Regions from separate parts of the Mus musculus genome. Here regions 1, 2 and 4 are each linked to region 3. A link is a contact called in public HiChIP or PLAC-seq data. All regions are on one chromosome and are shown on one strand. The core of a region is the stretch at or near the end of the contact, and the rest is flanking DNA. Distances in the headings are between cores, read along the strand shown.

Region 1 (4,658 bases), core at 626-3,125, 170 kb before region 3:
TGCTGGTCTAGCTCAATCTGTGAGCTCCAGGGTCAGTGAGAGAGAGACCTTGTGCATACGCTCTCTCTCTCTCTCTCTCTCTCTCTCTCTCTCTCTCTCTCTCTCTCTCTCTCTCTCTCACACACACACACACACACACACATACACACACACACACCGTATATGTACAAAGAGTTCTAAGGCAGACTGGGCCAGCATAACATAAAAAAAAAAGTGGGGGAGGGGAGTCTAGGGAGGTGGGTTGAAAGTTTAGAGCACTTGCCGCTCTTGCAGAGAGCCCAGTTTCAATTCCCAGCACCCACAGGGTGATTCACAACTGTGGTGGTCTGAGTGAGAATGACCCCTTAGGCTCATACATCTGAATGCTTAGTTCCCAGTTGGTGGAACTGTTTGAGAAGGATTAGAAGAGAGGTGTGGCCTGGTTGAAGGAGGAGTGGCACCGGGGCAAGCTTTGAGGCTTCAAAAGCCCATGCCATTCTCAGTTAGCTCTCTTGGCCATGTGCTTGTGGATCAAAATGTGAGTTCTCAGCTACTGTTCCAGTGCCCTGCTTGCCTGCCTGCCTGCCTGCCCGCCCACCCACCTTCCACCATGCTCCCTCTCTCATGATGGTCATGGGCTCTAACCCCCTGGCACCAGGATCCCCAAATTAAATGCTTTCTTTTGTAAGTTGTCATGGTCATTGCATTTGATCACAGCAATCAAAAGGTAACCAACACAGAAACTGTTTGTACTTCCAGTTCTAGAGAGTCTAACACCCCTCTGACCTCTGTGAGCATCAGGCATGCTTGGGGTATATTACATACATCATTAATACATACATACATGCAGGCAAAATATTCATAAAGTAAAATAAATACATCTTTAAAATGTTTCAAAAATAAAAGGAAGGAAGGGGAGAGAAGGGAAGGAGAAAGGGAGAAAGGAAAAGAAGTAACTTTGTTTTGATAATCTAACAACCTCTAAGACAGAAGCCGTTGGCCCAGTGAATTGAACATTAAAATGAAATTGAAATAAATACTTCAAGCTAACATCCCTGTATTCTTGGGCCCCATTAGGCAAAAATAATTTGGGTACCCCCCCGCCCCACTTTGGTTTTTCAAAACAGGGTTTTGTGTGTGTGTGTGTGTGTGTGTGTGTGTGTAGCCCTGGCTATTCCTGGAACTTGCTTTGTAGACTAGAATAGCCTCAAACTCAAAAGATTTGCTGCTTCTGCCTCCTAAATGATCGGATTAAAGGTGTGCATACTAGCCTGGCTAAAAATCTTTTAGAGTTGCTGTTTATTTTGAGTCAGAGTCTCACTGTATAGCCCTGGATCACCTGGAACTCACTATGTAGATCAGGTTGGCCTTGAACTCATAGAGATCTACCTACCTATGCCTCCCAGGCGATGGGACTTAATTTAATTTTTATAAACGCACAAACTAAGACTCAGAGAGGTTAAGTGACTTGCTTAGTACCACACAGCAAACTAGAGATGTTTAGTATTGAACTCCAGATCTTAGAGTAGCCCACTGTTCCTTCCCATGCAGAGAATGGGAATATACCAATATGCCAAGTGCATATGGATCTGCAGACCAGCACTGAAATTGTTTGGTGCTGTCCCAGAGAGGCAACAACCATTATCTACTTCAGCTTCATATCCTTTCATTTTTTTTTTGTAGACACAGAAAGTATCTACCTTAGCTTTTATTTATTTATTCATTTTTACTACATTATTATGGTTCCAATATGAAATGTTCCCATAGGCTCACGTGTTTGAACATTTGATCCCCCAACATCATTTGGAAGGTTGTGGAACCTTTAGGAGGAGGAGCCTTGCTGGAGGAAATGTGTCACTGGAGTGGACCTTGAGGTTTTATAGCTTGGCTCACTTCCTGTCTGCTCTCTGCTTCCTGACAGTGGATGTGGTTTGCTCTGTCACCTCATGGCCCTGTCACCCTGCCTCCCTGCTGTGATGAACTGTACCTCTTCAAACTGTGAGTGAAAGTAAAGGCCTCCTCCTTTAAGTGACTTCTCCTTAGATGTTTGACCACAGTGAAGAGAAATGTGCATGGGGATAGAACCCAGGTCCCCACTGGTGCTCCACCTCTGAGCTACATACATCCCTAGCCCTGCCTCCCTTTTAGCTCCTCCCCCATGCACACACCCTGCATATTCATTGGCCAATGGCAGAGCTGGTCCAGCTGCCCACCAGAGGGATGCCTAGAGACTAGCAGGGGTTGGGGGTGGGGAGAATAGAAGGCAAAGGCACCACAAGATCGTGGGCAGCTCTTCCCTGTCCAACCGCACTCAGCAAGCTCTCTTTGGGAAAACTGCAAACCCAGTGCCCATGCAGGGTTCTCCCCAGCAGAGCTGGATGGGCATCTTGGGGCCTGACAGTCATGTGTGAGCTAAGTAAGAGAGCAGTCAATGGGGTTCTCAGGGAGCAGAGGCGGGGTACTGTGCTCTGAGACTAGAGGTGTCTCTTTAAGACTTGAGCTCGGTGCCTCTGGGATAAAGAGCCAGTCTGGGAGAAGGCAGGGACCCACAGTTTATTTTATTTGACATTTTTCAACGCCAGGACACTTTAGAGCCAAAGAGGAAACGAATCCCATCTGTTGCTGAGCCCCCAAGAGAAGTTCAAGAGGACAGGCTAGGGAGAGAAAGGAGGGGAAGGGGGAGGAAGCAAAAAGCTGGAACATCTAGCCACACACGGTGCACGGACACCACCTGGAAGAGCCGGGGTATGGCAGAGTCTCCACACTCCCTCTGTGTTTACCCACAGCTCCATCAAGATGGAGTCTGCTGATGCTGCCTACTGCTCTCTGGCCCTCGGCGCAGGTTGTACTATGTCTGTCCAGCTAAGGATGTAGATGACACACCTCTGTGATATAAACAGCACACCCTGGAGTTGTGGGGGTTGGCAGGCTTGTGGATGCTTTGGCCTGCTACCTCCCATGAGTTAATACCACAGAGTTCACACACAGCCCACCCAGACTAGCCCTGACACAGACAGACATGGCTGACATAAGTCAGAACCACACCCGGGGGAGCGGAGATGGGGTGGGGTGAGGAGACTCTGACTTCCCTTCCCAGCACCTGAGTCTGCCTCTGGCCTAGACTCCCTCCCGTCTGTCTCTGGATGCTAAGGATGGGGAGGACAGATGGCCCGGAGACTTAACTTCATACTTAGATTAAATTCCAGTCCCCACTATTTTTAGAAAAACAAATTCCTTTTGTCTTTTCAAAGGGTAAAAATGTCCCAAGCTGTCCTCTCTGACAGTCTGCAGGGCTGTGGGTTGAATATCGCCCCGCAGGACTGCTTCTGCTGTCAAGTCGGCAATCAGTATAGGTGCCAGCTTTAAGAGGCTTGCTGACAGCTTGAGAACTTCCATGGGAGGGGAAGGGGCCACCAAAACAGGAGCAGTTGGGAAAACTGGCTCACTTTAGAAGGCACTGACATTAGGTGGGGATGTGTGTTCTCTTTCTTTTCTCTTTTCTTTCTTTATCTTTTTTTTTTTTTTGTCTATAGAGTAGCTGACCAATCACTCATTAACAACCTGCTGACATATTTAGATGTTCTCATCTATATATGAGATTTTAACACTCATCTCATTTTCCCCAGACAATAATATTTGAATTAATCAGCACGAGTGATTTTAAAGCTGAGTCCAGCTAAATATTAAGAACTTTGTCTTAAGAGCTAATACCATGGAAAAGGCAGCTGCTTCACAACTTTGGGAGAACGTTTTGGAAACTGTGGTTTCCTGGGGCGGCAGTACTACTCTGGGGTAGACTAGAGGCTTGGGATTTTATTTTCTTTTTAAAAATTAGCTGTAAAACTCTTAGAAGAAAACACAGGAGAATAACTATAGGACCTTGCATTTATCAGTGGTTTCTTGGATGTGATCCCCAAAGCACAGGCAATGAAGAGGAAAAAAAGAAAATCAGATACACTAGAGCTCTTCAAAGCAAAGCCTTCAGCGGGTGTAATGGTGTGTGCCTAGAGTTCCATCTGCTAAGGAGGCCAAGGAAAGAGGAGTGCTTAAGGCCAGGAATTCTAAAACATCCTTGAAAACAGTGAGACCCCACCCATCCGTTACACCATGCACACACGCACGCACACTCGGAACCAGGCATGGCGCTGTGAATCTGCAGTTCCAGTACCTGAGTAGCTGAGATATGAGGATCTTGAGTTTGAGGCCAGTCTGGGTTATTTAATAAGACCTTGGCACAAATTAAACAAAAACAAAACCACCTAAAGCCAAAACAATTCCTGTGTGTGCGCATCAAACCACATTACCAAGAAAAAAGAAGGGTAACCCACAGAATGGTAGAAAATATTTGCAAATCATATATGCAATCAAAGATTACTACCCAAAATATATTTTTAAAAAAACTTCTAAGAGCAAAATCCAAATAATTGAACTTTTTAAAGGGCAAAGGGTTTGAGTAGATGTTTCTAGAGAGAAAAGCTCTAAAGGGTCAATAATCGCTAAAAGACATCACTGCTCCTTAGGGAAGTGCAAACCAAAACCATAATGGGATATCTTCTCTCCTTTATTAGACAGGCTATTATTAAAAAAATATACTGTTTGAGAATGTGGAGAGAAGGCAACTCTCACATGATGATGAAGGAGACGAAAACTAGGGCAGGCATCCCAGAGAACAGCATGCT
Region 2 (4,263 bases), core at 437-2,936, 200 kb before region 3:
AACGCAAATCCTGCCACATAGACAGGTTGGAAGAAGTCATGTACAGTGCCGGTGCCCTGCACATGTTCTAGGTACACGTATGGCATCAGATAAGAGTCCTGGATATTAAATGGCTGTCATTCATCATAACCTGCCTCAGTTAGCGGAGTGAGTGGTAGGAGGAGCTGGTGGGACAGGATGTGGGCCCTCCATTCATACCCCTGGCTCAGGAATCCCTCACTAAGCGGCTCTGGCAGCCCCTCCAAGAGCTTGAGGCCAGGCTACTGGTGTGAACTGCTGATCTGGCAATAAACACCTAGACCCTGGGAGCTGCACTCTGAGGAGTGAGGCTTCCTACCACAAAACAAGCCAGCTGCCGGGCATTCCCTTTGCATCTCTCTCTCTCTCTCTCTCTCTCTCTCTCTCTCTCTCTCTCTCTCTCTCTCTCTCTCTCTCTCCCAGGATGTCCGTTTTCTCCTGTCTCCTTTCTGTCAAGAAGTCTCCCTCTCCCTCCCGTCCTCTCGCACAGTGCTTCCACACGCATGCATGGACAACATTACCAAGCTTCCTTGTTTAACCAAAAAATTTTGTATGTTGATTCCAAATACAGAGCTTGTGACTCATCCAAGCTTTTCTGCTAATAATTACCCTAATGCTGTCCACATTTAATTTACCAAAGAAAAACAAAATAAGGAACATTAAAAAAAAAATCAGCAAAATAGAAACAAATTCCAAATTCAAAACCTTTCACAAAAAAACCCTCAAGCCCGTCTGTGCAGACGTCACCATACTAAAGGCCAGGACAACTCCTGGGAGAGAGGAGGCTTGGGAAGGTAGGGTCTTGATTCAGTCAGGGGCAAGCAATGTGCCAGTCTGATGTATACCTAAAACAAGGCCATCCGAACCCTGGGGCTCACCATAACCACAATTACTGAAGTGTTTATTGCAAGTTAAACTATGTGTTTTCCATTTCAAAAACAACAGGGATAAACCAACCCACTACAAAGTACAACTGCTTCTCTCAGGAAGCCATTCCCTTGAGATGTCTCGGGAGACATTCAGAGAACAACCTTGGATGAAGAATGCCATTATAATACAAGTCAGATACAGGGATCACACAAAAATAGTTGGTGCCCTTTCTCTAAACACAGAAGGAGAAAAACAAATATCCCAGGCTATTGGAAGAGTTAGAAATGAGATAACAGATGAGGACACTTGGCACAACTCAGCCTGTGTAATCCCCACGAGGCTGACTTGGAAGCTTTGACCCCAGTGACCTGGGCTAGAGTTCTTCATCTCCAAAACTTCTGCAATCTCATTTAAATTCCATTAAATTTATCAAGGATATAAGCTGGCAGTGACCACAGAGATGGGGTTTGGGGGCACAGGATAATGATGATTTTCCTCCCGTTCTGTCCTCTCACAGGGGACTATAGCCCCAGCAGCCTCATGGGATGCTTCCGGTACTTTGTTACGGGGTAGTTTATGGATCCCTCAGCTGGCGGGCACCCTGATAGGATTATTCCAAGAGAAATGACAGAGGGAGGTAGGAGACTTAAGGACAGGCTTCCCTTTGTTGTTGAATTGCTTTTTCATCTAGATTCGACCGTCAAGATTTCCATTGTAGCAGAACGATCCACGTAAGTCTGAGATTGCTTTGTGGGAAGCTGCTGTTCTGTTCACTTAATCATCGGGCAGGCTGGGGTGTGACTCAACATTAGCCATTACTTATACCCAGCCAGTCGGGCTTAACCAACAGAACCTCTGTGTGGCTGGAGAAAGACTGCCGCGAGCCTATGGCTTTACCAAAATGTAAGATGGCCTGGTGGGAAACCAATTTAAATGATACAGAACTGAGAAGAGGGTACGAAGGAGCCTTAAAAGACCTGTGTATTGCACTACCCAGCACCCAGCATGCTAAAGCCTGGGTGATGGTTGCTCTAAATCCTGGAGTCCACGAAGCTGTTTAAGTACCCACTTGTTTATCTTTCTACTAGCTTGTATCAAATCAATTTTCTACTTCTCCACTCATTAATGCACCTTGGAAACCCAGTGATTGTGAAGGACTCACTGTGAAGACTATCCTTAATATGCTGCCTTTTTATAACCACCCATGGTACTAATTTCTGTTAAAAGAGCATGCATTTTTACATAATATAAAAATATATTTAGTAGGATGGCAAGATGTATGCTAATTGATGCAAATGTATTTTCTGTGATTATCACCAGGTATCATTATTAAAACGATAATTACTGTATGCTTGGCACTTAAGTTCGTCTGTCAAGCCCTCTGCTGGGTACTTAAATATACGTGCAGAGAGACATACAGGACATTAAAATTTTGTTTAACTTTCATATAGATCTTGAGATAAATATTTTATCCATAAGAGGACTGAAATGTAAGATTTCGTGTTTAAGGCTGCATGACTAGTAAGAAAAAAAAATACAAGCTTAATATAAAAATTGTCTGGTTCGTAACAGCACTTTAAATACTCCCAACATAAGACAGGTAACTGAAGTCAGGGGTGGCCACTGGGGGACATTCAGCGTCATTTCTGAGAGCATGAACAGGCAGCGTTCCACTGCCACTCCACCTATGCAGCTCTAGGGGCTACTTGCACAGAAACGTGGTCTCTGGGTCAAACTTTATTTGTATCTCCTCTGTCACTTCTCCACCGAACCTCAACAGTCACTCACTGCCAGATTTGTGGCATTCAGAATTGTGAAAAGGCAAGGAGGTTAGTTCCCAGACTTCAAGAAGCCTGCACACCAAAACACAATGCGCTTGAAGCAGTGGCATGTTCCTAGTAACAACAGGGCTTTAACAAAATGGGGTTGTAGGATATGCCACGTAACTTGACAGAACCCTTCCACAACTTCCAAGGAGAGATCAGTGTGCATTCTCAGACATCACATAAAATCTCAAAGCCCCACGCCTGCAGTGGATAGAAAACCAACTGTGCTCAGGTGTCAGCCGACACAGTCACCACTCCTGTATCTGGCAGGCAGGTCATTCTTTCTGTATAGAGAAATTACCAGGGTCCATAATCCTAGAGGCAACCTTCTGGAAAGGAAAGCTTTGCACAAGACTCCAGACACTACTCTCTTGTGTCAGGGGAGCAGGAAGGGCTGGATGCATCTTTCCACACGTGAGATCACAATATGGAGCTATCTGGCTGAGGTCGATGTTCTGTCTCCCAGGGGGAGGAGGAAGGTACAGGGCGAACCAGCAAGGGTCATTCCACACATGGATGCAATCGAGACCTTCCATGTTCACCACCAACTGGCTGGATCATCTGTATCTCTAGCCACTAAGATTAGGCCAGCCAGAAACACAAACGGTGCTTTGTTTCCACAGCCTGGTGTTTTAGCAGCTCAGTTAGGACTCAGAGTTGAAGTTGTCAACCAGCTGGTTCCCCAGGGTTTAGGCTTTGGGGTCAACTTGGCAGCCAATGTGTCCCTATTATAGGAAGTCCTGCCCTGGTAATTGCTCATTGGTCTTCTTGAGTCCAAGATAATACTTACTTTACAGTGATGCAAAATCAGGAGTTTTATTCAGATTGTGTGAGATGATTCTGTATCAGGAAATAGAGATCCATGGACTGGGGCTGTGGGATAGATCTATCCATGTCTACCTCCTACCGTATGAGGTCAACAAGAAACCCCATCCCCAGTGTAGAAGAAATTCTGCCAACAACCACAATTCAAGAGGAAATATAAAATTCTGGTGCCTCACTGGATGAAAATTAGCCCAAAATATTTTCCCAGATTAGTGGCAGATGTACCCATCAACTGGTTTTAGAGAACATCATTTGATAAATCCATTGAAGATTTGGTTTACGAGATAAACTACATAGCCAGGTATGATGGCACACACCATTAAGTCCCATCACTCAGGAGGCAGAGATAGGCAGATCTCTGTGCAGTTGAGGCTAGCCTGATCTACATAGCTCCAGGACAGCCAGAGCTATACAGTGAAACCCTGTCTCAAAAACAAAACAAAACAAGATGGGGGTAGGGGGGTGGGGAAGCAATTGGAATGTAAAGTGAATAAATGAATGAAACCAAATTAAACCAAATACACCAGATTAAAAAAAAGAGAGAAAAGAAAAGAAAAGAAATGAACTACAATGTGTGTGGATTTTGTATATCAAGACAATATCCAAAGTGGAACGCCTTCCCTTCAGAGATCTTGAGGAGGAGTCAAAATCTTGGCCCAAGAGTAAAGCCCCAGGTGCAGGCTGCTGAACAGGGAGAGCTTCCAGGGAGGAGCTTCCATGGCAA
Region 3 (4,726 bases), core at 1,466-3,965:
CCGCCACCATCACTTCCAGGAGGGGTCCTCCGGCCCAAGTCCTCTAACTACCTCAGTTGTTCTAGAGAAAGGTGCAGATGGATCGATGAGAGTCCTAACCTGCTTCTGGAGCCGCCATTCATCTCCGTCCACTTTGGAACCCGGCAAGGGTCATGCTATCTGATCTGGGACCCTTAGGTGAGAGGTAATGGGGAGTCCCGGAAGTTATCTAGCAAATAGTAGAGGTTTGGTTAGCCAATTTTGCCCACCTTTCTGATCCCCACGCGGCCTACCCTTCTTCCAGAGAAGTGGGAGGAGGAAGAGAGGGGAAATGACAAGACCCTACCCACATCCTTGTGCAACTAGTGCTGGGGCGTGAGTGAGCTTAAGGCGCCTGCCTCCTGCAGGCTTTCAGGCTGCAGCAAGCAAGCACACAGATAGAAACCAGGTGAACTGTGCTCCTAGCTCAGGCCCCAAAGCTCTGTGTGAGAGGGAACACCTGCCACCAAGGACTCAGCACGTGAGGACTTACCTTCTCCCAGCTTCAGTCAACCATCAGGAAGACTGATTTATTTTCAAGGTGCCCCGGGGTTGGTGACTGGGAAAGAAAGCAAAATGCCAATGCCCCAGTCTGGATTAGAACCCTTGTCCACCTAGTCCCTCGGAGTCATAGGATAAGGGAAAGTGGACAGTAGACAGGGGCCTTCCCAGATAGTCAGGGAAATGGCTTTAATTATAATATTTGTCCGAGAATGCACATTGTCCTATGGAGGGATGAGAAGGCTGCAGATTAGTGCCTGCGATGAGCCCCTTGCTCTAAAGGTGTGGGCACACACTCCAAGTCTGCTGCCACTGGATCTAAGGAGTTCTTTTACTTCTTGGCTACCTCAGTTTTCTACAATGGTAGGACTTGTCCTGTAACGTTGCCGAAAGGATTAAAGGAGGTAACGGAGGTGACATGCTTGTGCCTGGCTATAGTACGTCCTCAATAAACAGTTTTAAGAGACTGCATTTAACTTAACACGCACCGGTTGGAATCCTCTTACTTTTCAGAGTCCCCACAGCCTGCATAGGGTCGCCTTGTCTTAAGAAGACATCATTGCATATGGGTGACACACACCTGTAATCTCAGCACTCAGGAGGCTAAGGCAAAGGGATCGTGAGTTTGAAGCCAACTTGGGTTACACAGACTGTCTTTCCCCGGTGCTCACCAAATAGGGCTGCCTAGGTTTCTTGGCCCTGAAGTCCCAAGGACAAAAAACTGTGGAAGTCGTGCAAAAAAACACCAGAAACTGAACTGCCCACTGCCACAGAGAAAATGGACATGCGTGGGACCCTTGCAGCCACACTGGTAATGCCAACATGACATCACCCCTTGGGTACTTCCCAGAGTGAAAAGGAAGGCCAACATGATACTTTTGTGAGATTTGAGTCTTATATTTAGATCAACATTTCTCTCCTGTGACCCCCTCCCCCAACACCACTCTATTCTGAATGCCTGCCTCAAGCACACATCTCCAACAGTGAACTTAAGTTCGTGGGTAAACACAGGAGGGTGTCCATGGGTGTGAAAGAGAAATAAAGGACCCAGTCTTGTTGGGGTGACAGGCAGAGTGTGTGAAGGCCATAGGTGAGAGCGTCAGAGAGAAACAGGCAGGAGCCAGTATGGGCAGAGTTCTCTTTGGAGAAGAGGCAGGGTCCTACCCATAAGTGGCCTCTGCCAAGTGCCTACCTTGTGAGTGGTTTTTGTCTGAACACAGTGATGATTCAGTTGTTCTGAATCAAACAAATGGATTTCCCTTAAATATGAAAATCAATGAGAGGTAAAGACCAGGGCTGCAGATGGGGTCAGATGGAACGAGCCAGAAGGAGGCTGGGGGTGGGGGGTGGGGAGGGAGCAGATTGGTTGATGAAGGGTGGAGACCTACTCATGGCCACCATAATCTCCATAATGGAGAAGGTGGCTTGCAGGACTGCTGACCCCACTAAGGCAGGTCCCTTCTCTGTCCTCTGCTGCTGTGCACCAGCTCTGCCTCAGGGCAGTTTGTTATCAAGAGGATTAATGTCAGTGTGACAAACAGGGTTTTCAAAATCAGCCCAAGAAGTTTGTGCCCAGCCCATTGAGTCTCAGACCTGGCCTGAGATGAGAGCACTGGAAGCCCCAGAAAGCATAGGAAAAAAAAATTTTTTTCTGCCACAGCCTGATTGCTTTGTAGGGTGGGGTAGATCTTTTCTTCCTATGCTGAGCTCTGTAGGCCAGTGTTCAATTGTCCTGCCACTGGGGTCACCTGATGTGGGACTTTGGACATTTGAATAGAATGCACTCCCTGTGGCCTATAACAGGGCAGTCTTGACCTCCTTGCCTCTTTCAGGGTTCGTAGAGCCGTTTGCAGGGAACTGGGCAGGGATATGAAGACAGTATGTGGCTTCATTTTCCTCAGCAAGAAACATTGTTAGTGCTCTTGAGGTGGAGTCCAGGGACCTTCTGACTTCCTCCTCCAAAGCCAGTGGAAAAACACTGCGCCTGGCTGCAGAGGACATGATTCCCTCCATGCCCGGCTGGTGCCACTTACAGAAATACAGCACCTCAGTTTGCTCGTCAGTGAAAGTGGGTATCCCACCCAGGACACACTACCAAGGCTGTGGTATCAGTGAGATCATAGAAGAGGGTGTGGCTTAGACAGTGCCACTCAAACATAAGCAGAAGCACAGTAATCACACAGAAAGTACCCAGTCATACCCAGCCCTGCCCCACCCACACCAGGTCATGCTCAGCTCCCGGGCCCTGCACTGGGTCCCCCCAACCCTCCCAACCCCTCACTTCACTGTTTCTGGCCTCAGTGCTGCACAGTATATTTTTTGAGAAATAGAAGTCTGTCCAGGCATAACCCTGTCCTCTCTACTTGGTTCATCAGCCAGCAAGGGGCTTCTGCTCCAGCCAGAATGCTTTGCCCCTGCCCTGTCCTTGGCCACTCTGACCTCATGCTGCTGGCCCTGGGTCCTGCTTTTAACGCTGATTGCTGGAGTGAACGAGGGCCCGGGAGGAAGAGTCTGTGGGGAAAGCTGGCAGAGCGATGAACGTTTTACACGAGCCAGCGAGTCACTGCCTTATCGGGAAGATGAGCTGCTCCCTCTTACCAGGAAGTACGATGTGCGGAGAGCCAGTGTTTTTCCAAAGATGGCCTTTGAAGAGGAGTGTTCCTTTAAGGGCTGGGAAAGCAGGAGTGAGGCTGGTGGAGAGAAACTGGGCCCCTTTAAGATGCCTGGCTCTGGCAGGCTTTGCAGTCTTGGAGGTAATAAGAGTCTGGCCACCTATATGCACTTGCTGGGTGTCTATAGCTGCTTTAAGCACTCAATCTATACCAAGCCATATCATAACAAGCCTATATAATAAACATCAGTCGGGTTTTTTTGCCTTTTATCAAAAAGTCTTGGTTTCATTTTTTTAAAAATGTGTTTGTATGTGCAAGTGTGTGTGTGTTCAGTGTGTGTAGGAGGCATGAGTGCAAGAGAACAGCCCTAGGCATCATTCTCAGGAATGCTGTCCACTTCCTTCCAGACAGGATCTCTCACTGGGCTGGAGATCATCAATGGGGCCATATTGTCTGGCCAGAGTCCCGAGGCTCCGCCTGTCTCTGCCTCCCCAGCCCTGGGATCACATGCCCTCATATTTGATTCAGGAGATTGGCCTCAGGTCCCTTTGCTGGCGGAGTCATCCCCTGTGCCCCTCCACTGCCCCTCCCCCACACCCTAACGTTTCTTTAAAAAAAAAAAACAAAAAAAAAACTTTTTTGTTGTTATTTTTGTTTTTTGTTTTTCAAGACAGGGTTTCTCTGTGTAGCCCTGGCTGTCCAGGAACTCACTCTGTAGATCAGGCTGGCCTTGAACTCAGAAACCCGCCTGCCTCTGCATTCCAAGTGTTGGGATTAAAGGCGTGTGCTACCACTGCTTGGCTTCTGAAGTTTCTTTTTAAAAGGCAGGATCAGGATGGGGAGCTGGGGGGCTGGAAAGATGGCTCAGCGGTTAAGAGCACCAACTGCTCTTTTGGAGGTCCTGAGTTCAAATCCCAGCACCCACATGGTGGCTCACAACTATCAGTAATGAGATCTGATGCCCTCTTCTGGTTTGTCTGAAGACAGCTACAGTGTACTTACAGATAATAAATAAATAAATGTATATTTTTAAAAAAAGGGTGGGATGCTGCAGAGGTGGCTCAGCAGTTAAGAGAATTGGCTGCTTTTCTGAAGGGTACAGATTTGATTCCCAGCACCCACACGGAAGCTCACAAAAGCCTCTAACTCAGTTTCAGGCATCTGGCACCTTCCTCTAGCCTCTGTAGGCACTAAGTACAGAGTGGTGTATAGACATGCAGTCCCTGCTTGCTCCAGCCCAAAGATTTGTTATTATATGTAAGTACACTGTAGCTGTCTTCTGACAAACCAGAAGAGGGCATCAGATCTCATTATGGGTGGTTGTAAGCCACCATGTGGTTGCTGGGATTTGAACTCAGGACCTTCGGAAGAGCAGTCAGTGCTCTTACCCACTGAGCCATCTAGCCAGCCCCTAAGTGTCCTTTTTAAAGGATATTTATTTATTTATTTATTTATTTATTTATTTATTTATTTATTTATTTATTTATGTATTTCCTGTGTATGATCTCATCCATTGGTGTATGCATGTGCACAATGTATATATGGAAGTCAGAGGACAACTTGTAGGAATTGATTCTCTCTCTCTATCACTTGGA
Region 4 (4,655 bases), core at 353-2,852, 260 kb after region 3:
GCACCCCCTGGTGGCATACCAGGAACAGCCTGTGATGGATGATAGTGTCCTAGGAAACCCAAGGCACCTCCTCCCAGCTTTGCCCACAGCCTCTGCCGTATCCTTCCTCTATTGTGGGGGGGTGGGGGGGGTCGTGATAATGCGGTCTGGTCTGGCAACTTTACACCAGCTTCAGAAAGCTCCTCCTTGATAGCAGAGAGCAGGTCCACACTGCCCGAAGCCTGCGCGGCCCCAGGATGAGGGATGGGGGTGAGCGGGCGTGGCATATGAGATTTAGAAGTAACAGTAGTACCTTGACAGAAAGGCAACTTTGATCCTCATGGAAACTCTAGAAAGATTCGCCTAGGACTTTCATTTTGCGATGAGGAACTGAGCGCAACAATGTTAACCAACTTGCCCAAGACAATGCGACCAGTTAGGACGGAGCCAGGATTAACCAAGGCATCCAGGGAGCCCTGAGCTAGAGGTGCCCGTAGAATGCATAGCCGCAAATCCAGAACTACCTTGGAGACGGAAGTCTATTCTGCCACTTACTCAGGCAAGGTCCTCTCTGAGCCTTATTTGTTCTCTGAGGGAATTAGACTACCCTGTCTCCATGACTGCCCTGAGATCAGGCCTAGATATAGACTTGGTAGGCTTAGGGACCAATTGCTGCCCCAGCTGTAGGCTGGTTGCAACCCCCACCCTCAATACCCACACAAGACTGAATGGGGTCCCAGGGTCTTAAGGAAAGCGAAACGACAGACTGTAGGTGAGTGCTCAGGGAAGCAGTCTTCTTGTTTCAGCTTCCCTCTTCCAGGAAGGTCCTCTAGCGTTTAGTTCCCTTGAAGCCTTGAAGCTGTAAGCTACCTTCAGAGCCTTTTCTCCCACCTGTGAAGCTACAGTTCCTTCTTGGTCACCAGAGGGCGCTCTTACCTACGGTCCCAAGGCTCTCCTCCAGGCTTGGCTCAGGACCCACTTTACTTCCTGTGTCTTATGGCCTCGTGGCCAGAACTGTCCTCCAAGGTGAAGACTGTCTCTGAGCCTCTTAATGGGACACGCAGCGGCTATTGTACCAAGTAGCATCTGAGGCTGCCTGGGGCATGCACACAAACTAACAAACTAACCAACAACAAACAAAAAACCTAAAACCTGAACAGCTGTGCGATTTCACCCCTTATTATTACCACTGAGTATTGATCTCACGCCTGTTTACCATTTTCCTGCCCCGTGTTGTCATCTCCTGAAGGCATGACTTTGTCACACAAAGGCTGCGAAGAGGTTGCTGCTGGGTGGTTCTCATGACCAATTCCAGCATGTCTTGGTGGCCACCAGATGCCTAGGAAGTGCCTGTTACAGGGCAGTAGGTAAGACCATGCCAGCTCTGGGCAGGAGGGCACATGCACAGGGAGACAGACATAAAACACTGGAGGAAGCCAGGCCCCGTCCCAGCACACCCACAGTGTCAGAAGTAGAGCCAGCAGGAAGGAACCATGTATAGGTTTAGTTCAGAGAAAACAACACAGATTGGGGTGGGAATTTGGCAACGTCTTAGGCGTTGTCTGTGGTCCTGGTGCTATAGAAGGGGGTTTCCATGGAGACAGGAGGCTCTGACTCACCTCCCAACATGATGGAATCTTCTGAGACCACAGCCGTTGACTAAGGATTGGGGCAGAAGGACAGGGTGGGTGGGTTGGCAGAGTGGGGACCTGCTGTATTTTTTTAAGGTCAATTATCCTTGTCTTCCAGCAAACTGAGGCTGGCTCCAAAGGATGCAAAACGCTTCCCATGGGTGCCTGTGTGGAGGTATGCTCTGCCTAGTGAGAGGCAGGAAGGGCTCTGTCTGTTTCTTCAAAGTGTTGTTTAAAGAAAGTTAGCATTCCCCTTAGTATGGAGCAGGAAGATGAACCGTGGTCCTCCACTACCTGTGAGCAGGCCTAAGGCTCCTGGCTTTTGCTTACATTAGGCCTCCTCCACAGCCAATAGGAAGAGTGATCTGGACACAGACTGGGAGAGTCCTCTTGACCCACATGTCCTACAAGGCTGTGCTCAGGTGTCACCTCCTTCAGGAAGCCTTCCTTGATTCCTTAATGTGAGTTAGATGTCCCATAGCTCTGCTGTGCTTATCTAAGCCACCACTGGCCCAATTGTCCTAAAGCTGCTTGGCCTCTGACCAGTGTGCCCTGAGGTTAGGGCCATCTAGGGTAGAGGCTAAAGTGCTCCCTTAACAACCAAATACAGTAAGTATTGTGTACCACTGCTCGAGGCAGTCTATAAAGTAAGAGGTCATTTGAGGGGCAGGCTTTGAGTCTGGGCAAACATCCACACGGCCAGAAGTGAGCCTGGCCTCTAAGTCTCCCTTAGTTTGTCAGAACTGTTGCCACCAGCATTTGCATGGATAGGGGAACACAGGGGGGCTGGGGGAGGCCCCAGTTCAACTCAAGAATACTCATCCTCAGCTCACAGTGGGATGGCAACACAGGGCCATCTCTAAGGGTCCCTAAGATTTAGTCTGAGGAGACTGGCCTGGCAAATGGCTGAGAAGTGCTTAGGTGATGGGTCTTTCAATATAACCCCCAGGTCAGATAAGAAGTTTTGGTATTTGGCGATTGACTTGCTCAAGGTGCCTTTTGTGTAACACTGAAAAGAGCTTCTAGGAGGCTGTCAGCGTTCATCCTTCAGAGACTGGTACCCTGCTGCTGAGAAGCCTGAATCCATCCTGCAGAAGCCCTCTTCTCTTTGATCCATGGTCCATGTAACCCCAAACACCAACATAGATCCACAGTAGGTTCAGTACCTGAGATCAGCTCTTCCACACTCATGGCCACTCTACAGCTACTCAGAAACTAACAGCATCCAGCCGACTGTGCGGTTTTGCATACCTTTGCAGTTCTGTGATGTGAATCTCAGTCCTGAACCATGCTAAGCAGACATTCCATCACTGCTCTGGACCCCGGCCCCTATATTTGATACCAGGTCTTGGTGCACAGCCTAGGCTAAGCTCAGATTTGCAGTCCTCCTGTAATTCTGGATGCGTGCCACCACAGCAGGCCAGCCACATGCTTTTTTCTAACAGCCATGACCAAAAGTCAGGGGTGGATGAGTTTAGGACTCTGAACAAAGCTAATGTCGAGGGGCCGTCTCGATGATGCAGTAGGGAGAGCTGCTTGCTAACAAGCCTGACAACCTGAGTTTGATCACTGGGACCCACATAGTAGAAGGAGAGAATCTACTCCCAGAAGTTGCTCTCTGACCTCAGTGGTAATGTTAGTCCAAGCACCCATAGTAACAGTACATGACAGCTCAAGGCCACTTGCACCCTGCACTCAACTTTCCTGTCACTGCACAATGAACTGCTAGGCCCCTTCTGGTTGAAAAGACACCTATAGGCAGTTGAAGAAGCCAAACAAGGGACCATTTGAAACCAGGACTGTGTCGCAGTACCCGATCCCTCTCTACCCATCGGAGACAACACCAACTTCTGTCTACCTGTGCCCCAGCTACACACCTCCATCCCAAGCAAGGGGTTTCTCGTGAACTTAATGGAAGATGCTGTTGGCATTTAGTCTAGGCTCCGCCCCACAGTTGCCTGGCAACAGCCAGGTGTGCCTGACTCACTAGGAAAGGTGCTACTTGCTCGCTCTCTCTCTCTCTCTCTCTCTCTCTCTCTCTCTCCCTCTGCCCCTCTCTCCTGACCTTCTCCCTTACCCTCTTCCCCCTCTCCAAGTACTCATGGCTGGCCTCTACTCCTCTATTCTCTCTCTGTCTCTCTCTGTCTCTGTCTCTGTCTCTCTCTCTGTCTCTCTCTCTCTCTCTCTCTCTCTCTCTCTCTCTCTCTCTCTGCCTTTATCTCAACTCCCCTCCCCATGCCCTGAGTAAACTTTATTGTATACTATACCGTTGTGTGGCTGGTCCCTCAGGGGGAAGGGATGCCTCAGCATGGGCCCGCAGAGGCACCCTCTTCCCCCACACCATACCACACCTCCATCAAACATATCCCAGGACTCTCTGTCTTTTTACAAAACACAACAGATGCATGCCTGGTTTACCTAGTACCACCCTGGGGGTGCATGGCAGCCCTGTCTCCGCTGAGACACTGGGAGTCTATCCAGGAAGGGATTAAAGCAAGGGGCAGCTGGAGTGCCCAGGGCAGAGAGCAGGTGCTGTACTTACAACCTAACTATAGGATAAATAGTTGGGATAATAGCTACCAAGGCTGGGCTGTTAGAGTTATAATTGTTAATGCCACTCCTACACTCAGCTGTGGGGGAAATAGTACTGCCAAAGTGATTATAGAGAACCTACTGTCTTTACAATACTAGCTTCCCATCCATTAACATAGCATATTCATTTTTCCATGCCTTATTTTTAAAGTAAAGTTTTATAATTTCTCCATGTGGGTTTTGTTTCATCTTTTATCCAATTGATTCCTTGGGCATTTCATGTATTTGCTGCTACCCAAAGTGGAAATATTTTTAAAGTGATATTTTCTAGTTGATCTCTGCTGGTTGTGGAAATACAAACTGTTTTGAGTTAGATTCTTTTATCCAGATTCCTGTTAAATTCTCTGAGTAGTGTGTGTGTGTGTTGTGGAACTCTGTCCTTTGAGCATGGCAAAGCAATGGCCATACTGCAATCAGAACAGCTATGATTTCTCAAGAGACCCTCACAGGATT

The links. HiChIP or PLAC-seq counts read pairs in DNA pulled down with a chosen protein or histone mark.
Region 1: a contact with region 3 is called in an H3K27ac HiChIP or PLAC-seq map of the HPC-7 cell line, with 6 times the contacts expected there. The contact joins two enhancer-like sites. A contact is called at or near these places in 4 of 39 promoter capture datasets (frontonasal cranial neural crest, maxillary cranial neural crest, neural stem cells and 1 more), 1 of 15 datasets of contacts at CTCF or cohesin (embryonic stem cells), 3 of 484 Hi-C or Micro-C datasets (all in embryonic stem cells), 21 of 115 datasets of contacts at active chromatin or transcription factors (the HPC-7 cell line, cardiomyocytes, craniofacial prominence and 13 more) and 3 of 9 other capture datasets (adipose tissue, liver and pancreatic islet).
Region 2: an HNF4G HiChIP or PLAC-seq map of pancreatic cancer cells shows a contact between it and region 3. The contact joins two enhancer-like sites. A contact is called at or near these places in 1 of 39 promoter capture datasets (frontonasal cranial neural crest), 1 of 15 datasets of contacts at CTCF or cohesin (embryonic stem cells), 7 of 484 Hi-C or Micro-C datasets (the C2C12 cell line, Sertoli cells, embryonic stem cells and 1 more), 21 of 115 datasets of contacts at active chromatin or transcription factors (bone marrow-derived macrophages, craniofacial prominence, embryonic basal ganglia and 10 more) and 3 of 9 other capture datasets (adipose tissue, liver and pancreatic islet).
Region 4: a FOXA1 HiChIP or PLAC-seq map of pancreatic cancer cells shows a contact between it and region 3. The contact joins two enhancer-like sites. A contact is called at or near these places in 1 of 484 Hi-C or Micro-C datasets (pro-B cells) and 1 of 115 datasets of contacts at active chromatin or transcription factors (pancreatic cancer cells).

What each region holds. Positions count from the first base shown.
Region 1 is chr1:135,521,381-135,526,038 of GRCm38.p6, forward strand. The region is part of intron 3 of Nav1 (neuron navigator 1); the gene reads right to left. Gm32940 (a long non-coding RNA gene) reads left to right here. Exons shown (of 4, transcript XR_003948736.1): 4 at 1,901-4,658. Among named protein-coding and RNA genes, the nearest start is that of Gm32940, 12 kb to the left of the region's middle. Within about 2 kb of position 1,876, at least 25 of the 459 cell types and tissues checked have an H3K27ac peak or open chromatin away from gene starts, as enhancers often do. A contact at or near this core is called in the HPC-7 cell line, where this site is marked.
Region 2 is chr1:135,490,930-135,495,192 of GRCm38.p6, forward strand. The region is part of intron 3 of Nav1 (neuron navigator 1); the gene reads right to left. Among named protein-coding and RNA genes, the nearest start is that of Gm32940, 19 kb to the right of the region's middle. Within about 2 kb of position 1,687, at least 52 of the 459 cell types and tissues checked have an H3K27ac peak or open chromatin away from gene starts, as enhancers often do. A contact at or near this core is called in the C2C12 cell line, adipose tissue and pancreatic cancer cells, where this site is marked.
Region 3 is chr1:135,688,541-135,693,266 of GRCm38.p6, forward strand. Gm32835 (a long non-coding RNA gene) reads left to right here. Exons shown (of 2, transcript XR_387422.3): 1 at 1-1,330; 2 at 2,895-3,407. Among named protein-coding and RNA genes, the nearest start is that of Gm32835, 2.8 kb to the left of the region's middle. Within about 2 kb of position 2,716, at least 65 of the 459 cell types and tissues checked have an H3K27ac peak or open chromatin away from gene starts, as enhancers often do. A contact at or near this core is called in the C2C12 cell line, the HPC-7 cell line, adipose tissue and 1 more, where this site is marked.
Region 4 is chr1:135,944,974-135,949,628 of GRCm38.p6, forward strand. No RefSeq gene overlaps it. Among named protein-coding and RNA genes, the nearest start is that of Pkp1, 28 kb to the left of the region's middle. Within about 2 kb of position 1,603, at least 35 of the 459 cell types and tissues checked have an H3K27ac peak or open chromatin away from gene starts, as enhancers often do. A contact at or near this core is called in pancreatic cancer cells, where this site is marked.